2 separate regions of the Bos taurus genome follow, and region 1 is linked to region 2. The links are chromatin contacts, called in public Hi-C maps. All regions are on one chromosome and are shown on one strand. The core of a region is the stretch at or near the end of the contact, and the rest is flanking DNA. Distances in the headings are between cores, read along the strand shown.

The links. Hi-C and Micro-C count contacts between places; a contact is called where the count stands out from the background.
Region 1: a Hi-C map of an unstated tissue shows a contact between it and region 2, with 2.3 times the contacts expected there. The contact joins the promoter of TBXAS1 here to the enhancer-like site in region 2. A contact is called at or near these places in 4 of 11 Hi-C or Micro-C datasets (8-cell embryo, liver, skeletal muscle and 1 more).

What each region holds. Positions count from the first base shown.
Region 1 is chr4:103,293,745-103,300,379 of ARS-UCD2.0, reverse strand. It overlaps TBXAS1 (thromboxane A synthase 1), which reads right to left and starts at 4,842. Exons shown (of 13, transcript NM_001046027.2): 1 at 4,613-4,842. The coding sequence starts at 4,701.
Region 2 is chr4:103,091,157-103,097,573 of ARS-UCD2.0, reverse strand. It overlaps HIPK2 (homeodomain interacting protein kinase 2), which reads left to right. Exons shown (of 15, transcript NM_001372119.1): 7 at 2,819-2,981. Among named protein-coding and RNA genes, the nearest start is that of CLEC2L, 85 kb to the right of the region's middle. Within about 2 kb of position 3,938, at least 12 of the 102 cell types and tissues checked have an H3K27ac peak or open chromatin away from gene starts, as enhancers often do. A contact at or near this core is called in liver, where this site is marked.

The DNA.
Region 1 (6,635 bases), core at 3,593-6,092, 200 kb before region 2:
GTTAAAGTATGTGATTCAGTGGTTTTAGTATATTCACTGAGTTGTGCAACCATCAGCATTATCTAATTTCAGAACATTTTCATCACCCCCAAGAAACTCCACACCTACCAGCGACCACTCCCATCTCCCCTCCTCCAGCTCCTGACAACCACTAATCTAGTTTCTGTCTGTGTGGATTGGGCAAGTATATTTGCATGTTATTAAATAGGGAATCCTTACACTCTTAGGGCTTCCCTGATAGCTCAGTTGGTAAAGAATCTGCCTGCAATGCAGGAGACCCTGGTTCAATTCCTGGGTTGGGAAGATCCACTGGAGAAGGGATAGGCTACCCACTCCAGTATTCTTGGTCTTCCATTGTGGTTCAGCTGGTAAAGAATCCGCCCACATTTCGGGAGACCTGGGTTCGATCCCTGGGTTGAGAAGATCCATCTCCTGGAGAAGGAAAAGGCTACTCCACTCCAGTATTCTGGCCTGGAGAATTCTATGAACTGTATAGTCCATGGGGTCACAAAGAGTCAGATACGACTGAGTAACTTTCACTTTCACTTCACTTTACACTCTTTCTTAATAAAGAAATCCTCATCTTACCAAAAGCCGCCAGCTCATAGGTGGTCTTCAAAGTTTAATTACATTGTACTTAAGATTGCCTCTGCTGCTACTGCTGCTGCTAAATCTCTTCAGTCGTGTCCGACTCTGTGCGACCCCATAGACGGAAGCCCACCTGGCTCCCCCGTCCCTGGGATTCTCCAGGCAAGAACACTGGAGTGGGTTGCCATTTCCTTCTCCAAGGCATGAAAGTGAAAAGGGAAAGTGAAGTCCCTCAGTCGTGTCCGACTCCTAGCGACCCCGTGGACTGCAGCCCACCAGGCTCCTCCGTCCATGGGATTTGCCAGGCAAGATTGCCTCTAGCACTAACTCACACCACTTACTTCTTGGACATAAATCTCTTCCAAAAGTCAGGATTTCAAACAACTTCATACAGAAAAATGAGATTTTAAGATGTTTTGTCACGTGTTTTGATCACAAGCTTCGTGGGCTTCTTGCTAATGTATCCTACATCCCCAGCTCCAACCCCCAGGGGAGTAGCCCTGGGCCCCTTAGACCCCAGTGCACACTGTTCAGCCTCATAACTATCCATTTTAGTGACTGTCATCAAAAAAATTGTATCAAATACCTTTAGGGGGAAAACTATCAAAATATACTATTTTAGTCTCTTTTAAAATGAAATTGATTCTTTTCTATTCTGCTTTCTAAATTCATACATATACTTCATAATGAAATGTTTAAGTACATGCCATAGTCTTGCTCTGCAAGGTAAGTAGAGATCCAAAAACAGCACACCTGTTGGGGTCCAATTAGAGCATGGACCCCAAGCTGGTCCAAACTGAAAAGGCCATAGGAAAAGGATGATGCATGTAGGCAGAAGAATTAAGACTTGTATTGAGCTATGACGTCTAAGGGAAGAGCCAGCAAGAAAATACCAGTGGAGATTAGAGCCAACATTCATTAGGCACCAACTCCATGCATGCACTGTGGAGGAGCGGGGGATAGAGGTGAGAACAACAAGGAAAGGCACAGTGAGTGGGACTGGTCAGTGCTGTGGGCAAGCAGAACCTTCAGTGAGGAGGTGCCGCTGAGCTCCTTGAAGGAAAGAGGAGAGAAAGGGGATTCCAAGCATGGAGAACAGCAAGAACAGAGGCCTGGATGCGTGGAGCACGTGACCATTCATGGACCTGCCAAGCCCACAGGATGGAGTCAGGGTCTGGGGGATGAAGCTGCTGCAAGAGGAGAACCAAAGCCTACATCCCGAGTGCCTTGTGGACTTCTTCATTTTGCCTGCATTAAACCAAACACTAGAACAGGCAAGTTTTGGACAGGTTTCCAGAACTGCAGTGAGGTACGGGACCTCGCCCCTGATTTGAATGAACCCCCAGGCTGGTGCAGCTGGCAAGAAGTGGCCCTCCTCGCGTTACCTTCCCAGAGTTGAGGCTCTTATTGCACGCTCTCTTGGTCCAGAGGCAGGCGGAACTCTTAACAGGAAAGAGTAAGGAGTTTAAACCTTCAAAACTGCACTCTGCACAAGACCTCCTTGGGGGCAGATGCTGTGAGGGTCTTTCTACCCCCCAGCTCTCCCTGAGTGCCCTTCTCATTCCCACATGCATCTTGTCGAGAAAATGAAACGGGAGGGAGGCCCTGCCTCATTCAAGCTGATGTCTGTTGCCCAGGAGTCTTGGGGATTCCCTGATAGTTCAGTTGGTAAAGAATCCGCCTGCAGTGCAGGAGACCCCAGTTCGATCCCTGTGTCAGGAAGATCCACTGGCGAGGGGATAGGCTACCCACTCCAGTATCCTTGGGCTTCCCTTGTGGCTCAGCTGAAAGAATCCACCTCAATGCAGAAGACCTGGGTTCGATCCCTGGGTCGGGAAGATCCCCTGGAGAAGGGAAAGGCCACCCACTCCAGTATTCTGGCCTGGAGGACTCCATGGACTGTGTAGTCCAAGGGGTTGCACACGACTAAGCAACTTTCACTTCACTTCACTTCTCTCAGGAGTCTTGCCTGGAAAACAAGTGTTGAGAGCTCAAGGATGGTGACCTTGAGCTGATCCGGGATAGACCTAGGATATAAGAACCACATCCACGGCCCCTCAAGGCTCCTCCTCTTCAGCGTCATCCTCCCCAGACAGCCAGCTCAGCCACAACCTTCACATCTCCCCCACCTTGGGCATCTAATCTAGACCTCCTGTTTTCTGACCTTGTACCAGGGCCTCACGCCATGCCTGGAGCACATGAACAAATCGGTAAATATTTTCACAAGAACAAATAGAAGTCTGCTCTGGCTTCCTATTCACCACCTCCGCTTCATGCCTCTCTCTAATCTCAGTGTCTTTGACCCAAGTTATTAGCATGGCCCCGGAACAGATTACAAATGCACAACTGCCTTGCTGAATGGTATGGTGTTATTAGCTGTGACTCTGATCTACGCTGATTAGAAACACCCAGTTACAGCAGCTTATCACTCAGGACACATGCCCCTTTCCAGGACAAGCACAACATTAATGTATGCAATTCACTCACCCATTCATCAGACATTTATCAGAGCCATACTATATATATCAGGCACTGAGCTGGAAATTAAGACTATAGAAATTGAAAAGACCCAATAAGACAGAAACAGAAGTGAAGTGAAGTGTACAACAGAAATATGGATGCTGTGAGACCATGGGGGCCTCAAACAGGACACTCTTTGAGAATTACAGTCAGTGCACAACCGTTGATGAGAAATTAATATTAATAAGCATATTAACGAGAAATTTTAAATATACCTGAAGCACAAAAGACTTATTTCCCTCTGTGTTTAGGTCACATTAAACGATAGTTAATGATACGGGCTGATGTCTACTAAGCACCCAGAACATATCAGGCACTGTGCTAAGTCCATCTCTGAGCAGAAACACGCTGAGATGGATGGAAGGATAGAGCAGGGTGGGGGAAGGAGCCTACCACTTGCTCCTGGGTTTGCACGTGGCTGGTTTCAAGGCAAGATAAGCCACACTGAGAAAAGTTCAAAAGATAATTAAACCAGTTAGAAAGCAAAACAGCACTGGGACTGAAGCTGGGTTTCAGAGCCAATTTCCAAGAAGTAATTTCATCATCATAGAACATCAAACGTGAATTCCATTTTCAGCTATGCAAATTCCAAAAGAATAATACCTCACATTTGCATAATGCTTGATGCTTTTCAAAGTGCTTTCCCAGTTATTAATCGAGAGGAGGCTTTATTACTACCAGAAACGTAAATTGAAATTCTGTTCAAACTCAAACTCTCCATTATTTTTTCCACTTTCCCCTCAAAAACCAGAGCTGCCTAAATCCAGGTGCTTTTGATGGAGTGGGTAATTTTAATAACTTTCACTGACAAGGTGAATATGCATAAATGAAGCATATTGTGGGGCCTCACATCCAGTCTCTGATCAAGTCAGACCTCAGAAAACCTTCTGTTGAATTAACAAGATCATGGGGAGTTGTTTCCAGTTTAAATTTGAGATCCTCCCAGGTCTCAGACTTGGTGGCACTGCACACACTTCATTCATCCCTTTCTATCAAATATTAGAAAATGAGGAAATTAGTTCCACCTCTTTATCTTTAAACCTACAGAAGTCCCTTCGCAGTGACTTTCCCATGCACGTCGCCAGACCACGTTGCCGGACAGCTCCTTTATCTTTTTTTTTTTTTTCCTTTTAACGTCATCAGAACCAAGAGGCTGAATCTGCTGTAAATCCAGCCTGGGGAGATAGGACGGGGATGCAAGGAAATACTTCTGCCCAAACCTTGCCAATCTGTTGCTTTCTCCCTCTCTCTCAAACTTAATTATGTGTAGCATTCTCAGTCACTGAATCACCAGCCTTTCCTGACACCTCCATCGCATGCATTAGAGCAAAAGATTAACCTGGCTGTTTGCTTTTAATTCTGAAGCTGTGTTAATACTCAACTCCCTGTAGATTAGAGAGGAAGAAAAACACACTCCCACAGACCCCACCCCGGTTCCAGCATGGCTCTGCGACTGCTATTTCTGACAATGTCACCGTGGTTGGGACATACTGGCTGCACTTACCATTTCAGGAGGGCCAAGAAGACCACGGACAGGGCCACCGTCACCATGGGGCCACTCACTTCCAGCCTGAAGAGCCCTAAGACTTCCATTGTTCCTCAGAGACCCTAGAGGGGTGATACTGCAGAGGAAAGAGAGAGGCTGATCCCCCAGCTGTTACAGGAACCCACAGTCTGCAGACAGAAGACATAGGCAACCAAGAAAATATCCCAAGATGTGGGTCTCTGAAGTGTGCCCTTTCTCGGAAGTGTCTCCTTATAAAGAGGAAGGAAGAGGAGGGGAAAACAAAGGGTTTCATTGTAAGGCAATGAATCAGCAACTTTATTTTCTTGATGACGGTACCGCCAATAAACATTTACATTAACTTTCCCGGGAAGAAGCAGCAGCAGACCTGACCCAAGGTCTGCTGGGAAAGACAATGGCTGCAACCGTAGAATTCTATCGTGACAAGTACTCCTTAAAGAAAGAACATGCTTAAAAAAAAATTAATTTGTCATTAAATGCTCATATGGGTCAGGAAACTGAATGCCCCAGAAAAATTCAAGGCCAGACATCAGACTGATGAAAAATGCCAGCTGCATTGAGGACATCCATCCCACTAAGGTCGTTTGGGCTTCCCTAATAGCTCAGTTGGTAAAGAACCCGCCTGCAATGCAGGAGACCCCGGTTCAATTCCTGGGTCGGGAAGATCAGGGATAGGCTACCCACTCCAGTATTCTTGGGCTTCCCCTGTGGCTCAGCTGGTAAAGAATCCACCTGCAATGTGGGAGACCTGGGTTTCATCCCTGGGTTGGGAAGATCCCCTGGAGAAGGGAAAGCTACCCACTCCTGTATTCTGCCCTGGAGTATTCCATGAACTGTAAAGTCCACGGGGTCACAAAGAGTCAGATACAACTGAGCAAATTGTGCTTTCACTTTTCAAGGTCATTTAGTCCGTGGGGTCCCCTGGCCCCTAGGGGTTCAGTGGGGTCCCTACTCAATGCCTAAGGATCTTGCCTCGTGTCAGCCCTCTCATAATGACTTGGAGGATTTCTTAAATGTCTAAAAGCATACCTGTAGGTTTGTGTAAGGGCCCTTTGTTCTATCTCTGAGCTTATCGGACTAAGGTGGACTGGATCATCTTTTGCTTATTAATCAGCTGGTGACACCTTTAGTAACAGGAAGGGTGTATCAGAGAGGAAACCATTCACTCACCATGACAGCCTTTTGTTCATTCATCATGGGTCGGGGGGCCAGGCTGTATGCTGGGTTTACAATCCTTGGAGGAGAAGCACTGGGCTCTGGAGAATTTTCTCTGGGGACAGATAGACAATAAACAAGTAGATAAATTGCATGTTGAGAACAGCATTGTGAAGGTCGTGAACACAGGTCTGTGACTGGGAATAACTGGGATAACCCATTAGGAGAGTGTGGGGGGAAATCTGGGGAGGACAACTTGAAGCCAAGAGCCTCAGGCGAGGGGGAGACAGGTAAAGCCTTTGGGCCAAAAAGGTGACCAGATAAAGGCTCTCAGGTGGGAGCAAACTCCCCTTGTTGTGGGAACTGGAGAGAGGCCAGCAGGCCAGCTGGAGGAGCAGCTGGGAAAGGAGGAGACTCTGCAGAGGCCAGACAGCTCAGAGCCACGGCAAGCAGCCGGGGCTTCATTTTATGTGCCACTTAGCAGTTTAGTGTGGTCATATTTCTGTTTGTTAGAGTTGTTCTGGCCCTGCGTGAAGAATTCATGGAAAGAGAAGCAGGGAGCCGCTTGGAAGATGATTTTGTTCGTCTTGAGACGAGGCTGCTCAAACTAGAGTAGGGTTGAGAGGAGGAGAGAAGTAGATGAGTTTGAAATCTATTCTGGGGACAGACTCTGCAGAATTTCCTGGTGGATTGGAGGAAGACAGAAGGGGAGGGAGGCGGCATGTCTGATCCCCATGTTCCTGACTTGAGGGAGCACCCTTCACTGAGATGAAGAAGGCTGGGAAAAGATGGGGTGCTGCTGGGATCAAAAGTTGGGTTTTGGTGCTGTTGAGATACCTGGGAGACA
Region 2 (6,417 bases), core at 2,689-5,188:
CCCATAAGATCAGTCTTCGTGTCATCAGGAGTGAAGTGGGATGGCTGAGAAACAGCTGTGGATAGGAGATGGAGGGGTGCTCGTTAGAGGGTTCCTGGTAGCCGTGTGCACTGTCAGTGAAACATTCGTGCATGCCCAGCTGTGTCCAGCTGTTTTGTGACTCAATAGACTGCTACCCACCAGGCTCCTCTGTCTAAGAAGTTTCCCAGGCAAGAATACTGGAGTGGGCTGCCACTTCCTTCTGCACGGAACCTTCCTGACCCAGGGATCGAACCCACATCTACTGCATCTCCCGCACCAGCAGGTGGATTCTTTACCACTGAGCCACCTGGAAAGCCCCCAGCACTGTCAGTGAACAGTCACATGCATAAAGTTTGAGGCTTGGCTGAATGACCTCAGGGTGCCGTCTGTCTTTTAGTTCTGCATGGAAGCAAATCAGGGTGTTTCACTGTAGGTGAAGACCCAGCACGGAAACCATGGGCATCAGCTGGCTCCTAACTCAGAACCTGGTGTGGAACCAGGGGAAGCACTGACAACTTAGATTTCAGAAAATAGGCCTCGGAAGGAAAGAAGGGTCTCTGAGCACAAAGTAGGCCTGATCTCCAAGCAACCCTAGAATTTGCTGGGCAGACCATGAAGAAGTCTGGGGCCAGAAGAAACCCGCGGCTGGGCCAGGGCTGCCCCAACATCTAGATTATCAGATGAAAGAGACTCCACTCGTTTCTCCATGCCAAGATTCTAGTGCTCGAATTCCTTAAAAACCATTCTCAACATTAACCCAGTGTGAAAGTACTTTCCTCTGAAACTAAAAACTCAGATCGTTTCAGTTACAGAATCCTGAGTCTGAAAGCTTTGTGTTGAATTGTCGAAAAACCATTGATGTGTTAAATACAGTCCAGAAGAACACAAAATCCATTGTTTTATTCTTTCAGCCTCCAAGCACTTAGCAGTAGGTTTGGTACTGAGTCGATGCTCAAAACGTGTTGGCATTGCTAGCATTAGTGTTTTTAGCTCTTGGTCAGCAGAGAATCCGTTCTCCTTCTCTCTAGGGTCATCAGTCAGTCATTGTTTACTTCGTGTGCATTGTGTGGCCAGTGTCAGTCATGATTAAGTCACAAAAAACGTGTAAGTCAGTTCAGAGGACCTTTCATGGAGCAGATGTTTCGGGATAGCCTGCAAGCACCTGCCTGGCCCAGAATCTAGCTTACCCGTAGTACAGTATGCAGCTGTCATCTTAAAATGGTAGAATTTTATTGTTACTACACTACTTATAATTAAAATAAGTATTTTAAATGGAAATTTCAGTGGGATCTTGCTATCCTAAATATTAGCATTTGAGGAAAAAGTGAGTTTAATTAGAAGATGACCCAGAAGTGAATGAGACTTGGCGTGGCACACGTGCTCAGTTGTGTCTGACTCTTTCAGACCCCGTGGACTATAGTCCACCAGGCTCCTCTGTCCATGGAATGTTCCAGGCAAGAATACTGCAGTGGGTTGCCATTTCCTCCTCCCGGGTATCTTCCTGACCCAGGGATCAAACCCGCGTGGCCGGCGTTGGCAGGCAGATTCCTGACCTGGACACCACCTGGGAGCCGGGGACGTGAGTGAGAAGCGATGTACAAACAACTGGAAATCCTGTGGTGGGGTTTCAAACACCCAGTCAAGGCCACTAATGGCTTTCTTTGTCCTTGATGCTGGTGTCCGCAACACTTTTATACTTGAATTTCATAATTGAGAGTTTTGTTTTGATTCAAAAATGCAATGGAAGAAGAAAAAGAGGGAGAGAATTTTATGTAACTGGGTAACAATAAGAAAAGAAATGAAGAATGAAGGAAGTTAAAGAGAATGCACGTGTCTGTGTGAAGACTACCATTAACCAGCTCTTGATCTTGGCAAATTACCTATCCCTTCTCTGCTTTATCCTTATTCGCAAAATAGGGGCAACAGTTGTCTGTCTTCCCCTCGTGGTGGTTGTAGGACTGAGTGAAAGAGTGCTTGCAAACAGCCGCCACGCTGTCAGTAAGCTTCACCGCTATTCAGTTCAGTTCAGTTCAGTCGCTCAGTCATGTCCGACTCTCTTGAACCCCATGAATCGCAGCACGCCAGGCCTCCCTGTCCATCACCAGCTCCCGGAGTTCACCCAGACTCACGTCCATCGAGTCAGTGATGCCATCCAGCCATCTCATCCTCTGTTGTCCCCTTCTCCTCCTGCCCCCAATCCCGCCCAGCATCAGAGTCTTTTCCAATGAGAACCCTTCGCTCATTTCCTGCACAATCCAGGGAGGAGCAAGAGTGCCAATAGGTCCTGACACCGGGTTGGCTATTCTTTGGCTGACCCCTAGATGGCGCTGGTGTCCTGGGTTAGCTGGAAAGGGCGTGGGCAAGGAAGATGGCGGCAGGTCATCCGTTGATGACCAGTGCCAATCAGAGAACTTACATGTTTATTTATGGGCCAGAAACCACTTTGAAAGCCAAGAATGAGCTGTGGAAATTGGGAAGCAGATCAGCAGCAGGAGGAAATGCAGTGAGAGCCAAGAGGTCTGTTGTGTTGGTGGAGAACTGTTACCCACCCAGGATGAGGAGGAGGCAGTGAGAAGGTGTGGGGGGAGGGGGCAGGGGAGGGTGGAATTCCTGTAAATACCACCAACTTTTGCAAGTGCAGACACTGCCTGAGAAATCCAGGAACTTGAGATCCAAAGTGAAGTGTCTCGGTTCTTTCGTTTATTAGATTAACTCTCTTTTTCTCTCTCCATTTTCTCCCCTGTAATTCCATGTTACTCTCTCCCTGACACCTTTGTCTCTGCTTGTGCATGAACAGCGTCAAATCATGTTTCCAGAACATGGAGATTTGCAAGCGTCGGGTGAACATGTATGACACGGTGAACCAGAGCAAAACCCCTTTCATCACGCACGTGGCCCCCAGCACATCCACCAACCTGACCATGACCTTCAACAACCAGCTGAACACTGTCCACAACCAGGTGAGTGGGGAGCAGAGCGGAAGGCAGACACGGGGCTGACAGAGCAAAGGTCAGGAATTCTGTTTTCCCACCAAGCTGAGTCAGAAGACAAAACTCCAATATCGTATACAACAGACAAAATCCCTCTACTGTCACGTTCAACTCTGCAAGAAGGTGTTTGTCTTCATTATTTTCCTTTGAGATCCTCAGGAATTCTTTGTATTGACTCCTAGCCCCTTGAAAGGTCCCAGAAATGACTCACTAAGAGAGTTATTTCTGAGATGGTACCTCCTACTACTTCCCTGTCCTGCTGTGAGAATAAGGTAAAGGAGATGCTGGGATCCTCTCATGTCTGACATCTGCCCGATGGAGAATTCTAGAACTGGAAGGGATGGATGCTAGCGGTCATCCAGCTCAGGCCCCCACTCCTCTTGTCCACACTGCCGGGTCCACATGATATCCTTTCAACACAGACAAAACCCGCCCTTTTCCAGGTCTTGTCACCAGAATCCCAGCAGTGAGAACTAAAAGGGGACCCACAGCTTTCAAACCTCTTACAGAAAATTTGCAGAATCTAGCACCTAATATACTGCTGGAAATATGGATGACACCCAGGAAATATGTACTACATGAAGAGTCTCCAAGGCCTCGCTCAGGCAGCCTCTGCTATCTAAGAGACTTTAACTCTTATTCCTACCTACCAGTTTCCCCAAAGAAAGTGTCCCTAGATCTTCTTCAGTCTTAGTATCAGTCTTTAATGATGACCACACACCTGTGTACGCACACACACACCACACCCCTGGATAGTAGAAGAGCATGTATGTTCCAGCGGGAATACTCTGCCTGGCCATCCACTCTTTTGACAGGTCCCGTGCTCCCATGAAGAGTTACCGACCCTGCTTCCCAGGCCATTCCCGGAACGTTTGGTTGCTAAGGCCCAGCGTTCCTTCCCAGCCTGTTCCTCTCCCCTTCTGCCTACCCTCTAGGAGAGGCCGCCTAGAATCTGCTGCCCCCTGGAGGCCGCTGGTGTCCTTACCGTTCTCCTCAGCCAAAAGAGTTCATTTCTCTAAGGCCTGGAGTACCCTGTGATAAACATTCCCACCCAGCGCCTAGCTCAGCCCTCAGGCTAAGACAGCCACCTCCAGTCAGGTGAACTCCTGGACAGAATAACCACTGTGATTCTGCTCTCCGTCTCCAGAGTCCCAGCACGGTGAGCAGGCCGTCTGGCTGGTGCCCTGAGCAGGGAGGGTAGAAGATACATTGAGATGGGAAGTAGGGCCTAATTGTGACTGGAAGGAGGGCCAGCCTAAGATGCGTACACAGTGCCCACTAGGCAGCAACCGGAGACTTTTGAGCAGAGGTGGTATCACACAAAAAGTAGTCATTTGGAAAGAATGTTCTAGCCTCTGTGCCCAAGAAGAATTAGAAAACAAGAAGTGGAGACCAGAACATCACTAGTCAAGGCCCTACAGGTCCCAGGCACCAGGACAGAAGGCCTTAGCGAAGGAAGTAGTGATTAAAAAGAGGGAGAGCCTTCCGGGGACATTTGGAAGGAAGGAGCAGCAAGACCAGTGGCTGGCCAGAAGGGGGAGCCACTGAGCACCCGTGTGGGAACCTGGAGGAGACTGCTGCCAGTGCCCCAAAGAGGGAAGCCAGGAGGCAGGAAGATGAGGGGAGAGTGTGGACTCTGGTGTGTAGAGGGCAAGTGGCTAGTGGGAGGTGTGTCTGAGGGGAGCCTCCAGGAGAGGTGAGGCTGCAGAGAGAGCAGAAAGGAAACACAAGTCATGCCGTTGGTAACAACACAAAATGCTGGCCCCATGCAAATGACTGTGTATAAAATGAGCAACAGGGCCCTACTGTGCAGCACAGGGAGCTGTATTTAGTGCCTTTTAGTAACCTGTGATGGAAAGGAACAGGAAAATCGTGTATATTTATTCCTTTCACTAGAGTTTCCTTTTGTTAGGATATATATACATAACACAACATTGTAAATCAACTACACTTCAATAAAAAACAGCGATAAGAGATGCTGGCCTACATGTGCCACACATGCATTCCCAGTCACACTGCCTGGAGGCTGACTGTGTGATGCTGCACAGACGCTGGCTGTTAAAATAACATCTTAAAATCTAAACATGGGCAGTACCTAATGTGGTGATTACTTTCAAACAAATTCTATGCTTTGCACTGAAATTCAGCATAAAATATAAGTATAAAAGACAGGTAAAATGAGACTTTATCCTTTTCATCAAATTTGACATATATGCATACCTTTCCTAAGGTCCTAATTTTATATGTTTCCCGATAGCCTTGTGGCTCTTTCCCTTTTTACTTTTTTAGTCCTTATAGCCTCTAGTAGCAAAATCTCTCATAAACAAGGTTGAAATTGAAGCCATGGGTTACTCCACCTATCTTACTAAAGGATCAGCACAAAGATGGGCTGAAACTGGAGAATTCCCAATGTAGAATTCCTTTTCCTTCCATGGCCTTGCTTCACGTGCAAGTTCAACCTCAAATGCTATCTCTTTCTGAAAAAGAAAGGAGAGAGGACATAACTTCAGTGTCTGTCTAACCCATCTCCATTTAACTTAACCCATCTCAAGTTCTCTTAACCCCCTGGCATCTTCTCCTTGCCCTTTAGGCTTAGTTGCTGAATGCCAGCACAAGAATGCACCGAATTCCAACAAGTAACCCCAGCCTCAGCCCGTCCCCCTCCATCTCTATTTCTGTAGTGTTATTTCTTCGCAGTAACTGTGCTCTGTGAACATCTAAGGGCATCTGTAAAAGTGCTACCCTTAGACCTGAGCAGAAGGGCTTGCTGCCCAGGCCCTCCCCAAGTGCATGTGCTTCCGTGTCAAGCTCCGGGAATCTGAGACCCGGGGCCTGGAGGAGCCACTTCTAGTTTCATCCTCCCCAGTAGAGACCAAGTCCAAATACCTGCACCCAAAGGCCCTCAGGTTGTGGGACGGAGCTGGAGCCTGGAGAGAAGGCAGGCAGGCACTCGGCTCCATATTCCAGGGCCCAAGCCAAGGAATCCAGATTCAGACTCAAACCAAAGCCTTCCAGGTGGTTATGAAAGTGTTTGTGTCTGCGTGGAAGGGCAGATCATAATTCTTTCCAGCCAGTCCTTAACTCTGCTGTTTAGACTTGACAGGCAGGCATGCCGTGTGCACTTGCAGGCCCTGCAAGTATTAGGAACAGGCCCTGAAAATATTAAGAACAGGCCCGAATCTAAGCATCGAAGGTGATTCTGTGTCCTGGGCTGCAGGTGCCTGCTTTCCCCTAAGACTTTCCAACTGTATTTCCACTCCCCCGTTTTTGCTTTTTTTCTTGGCTCGTGGTTTTCGTTCATTCATTTGCTCTTCTTTGAGTTCATTTATTTGATTTGGATCCATGTCTCCCAGCATGCCATCTCCCTCATGTTTTATTTGTGTTTATTTTTGTCTAATCCCCACCA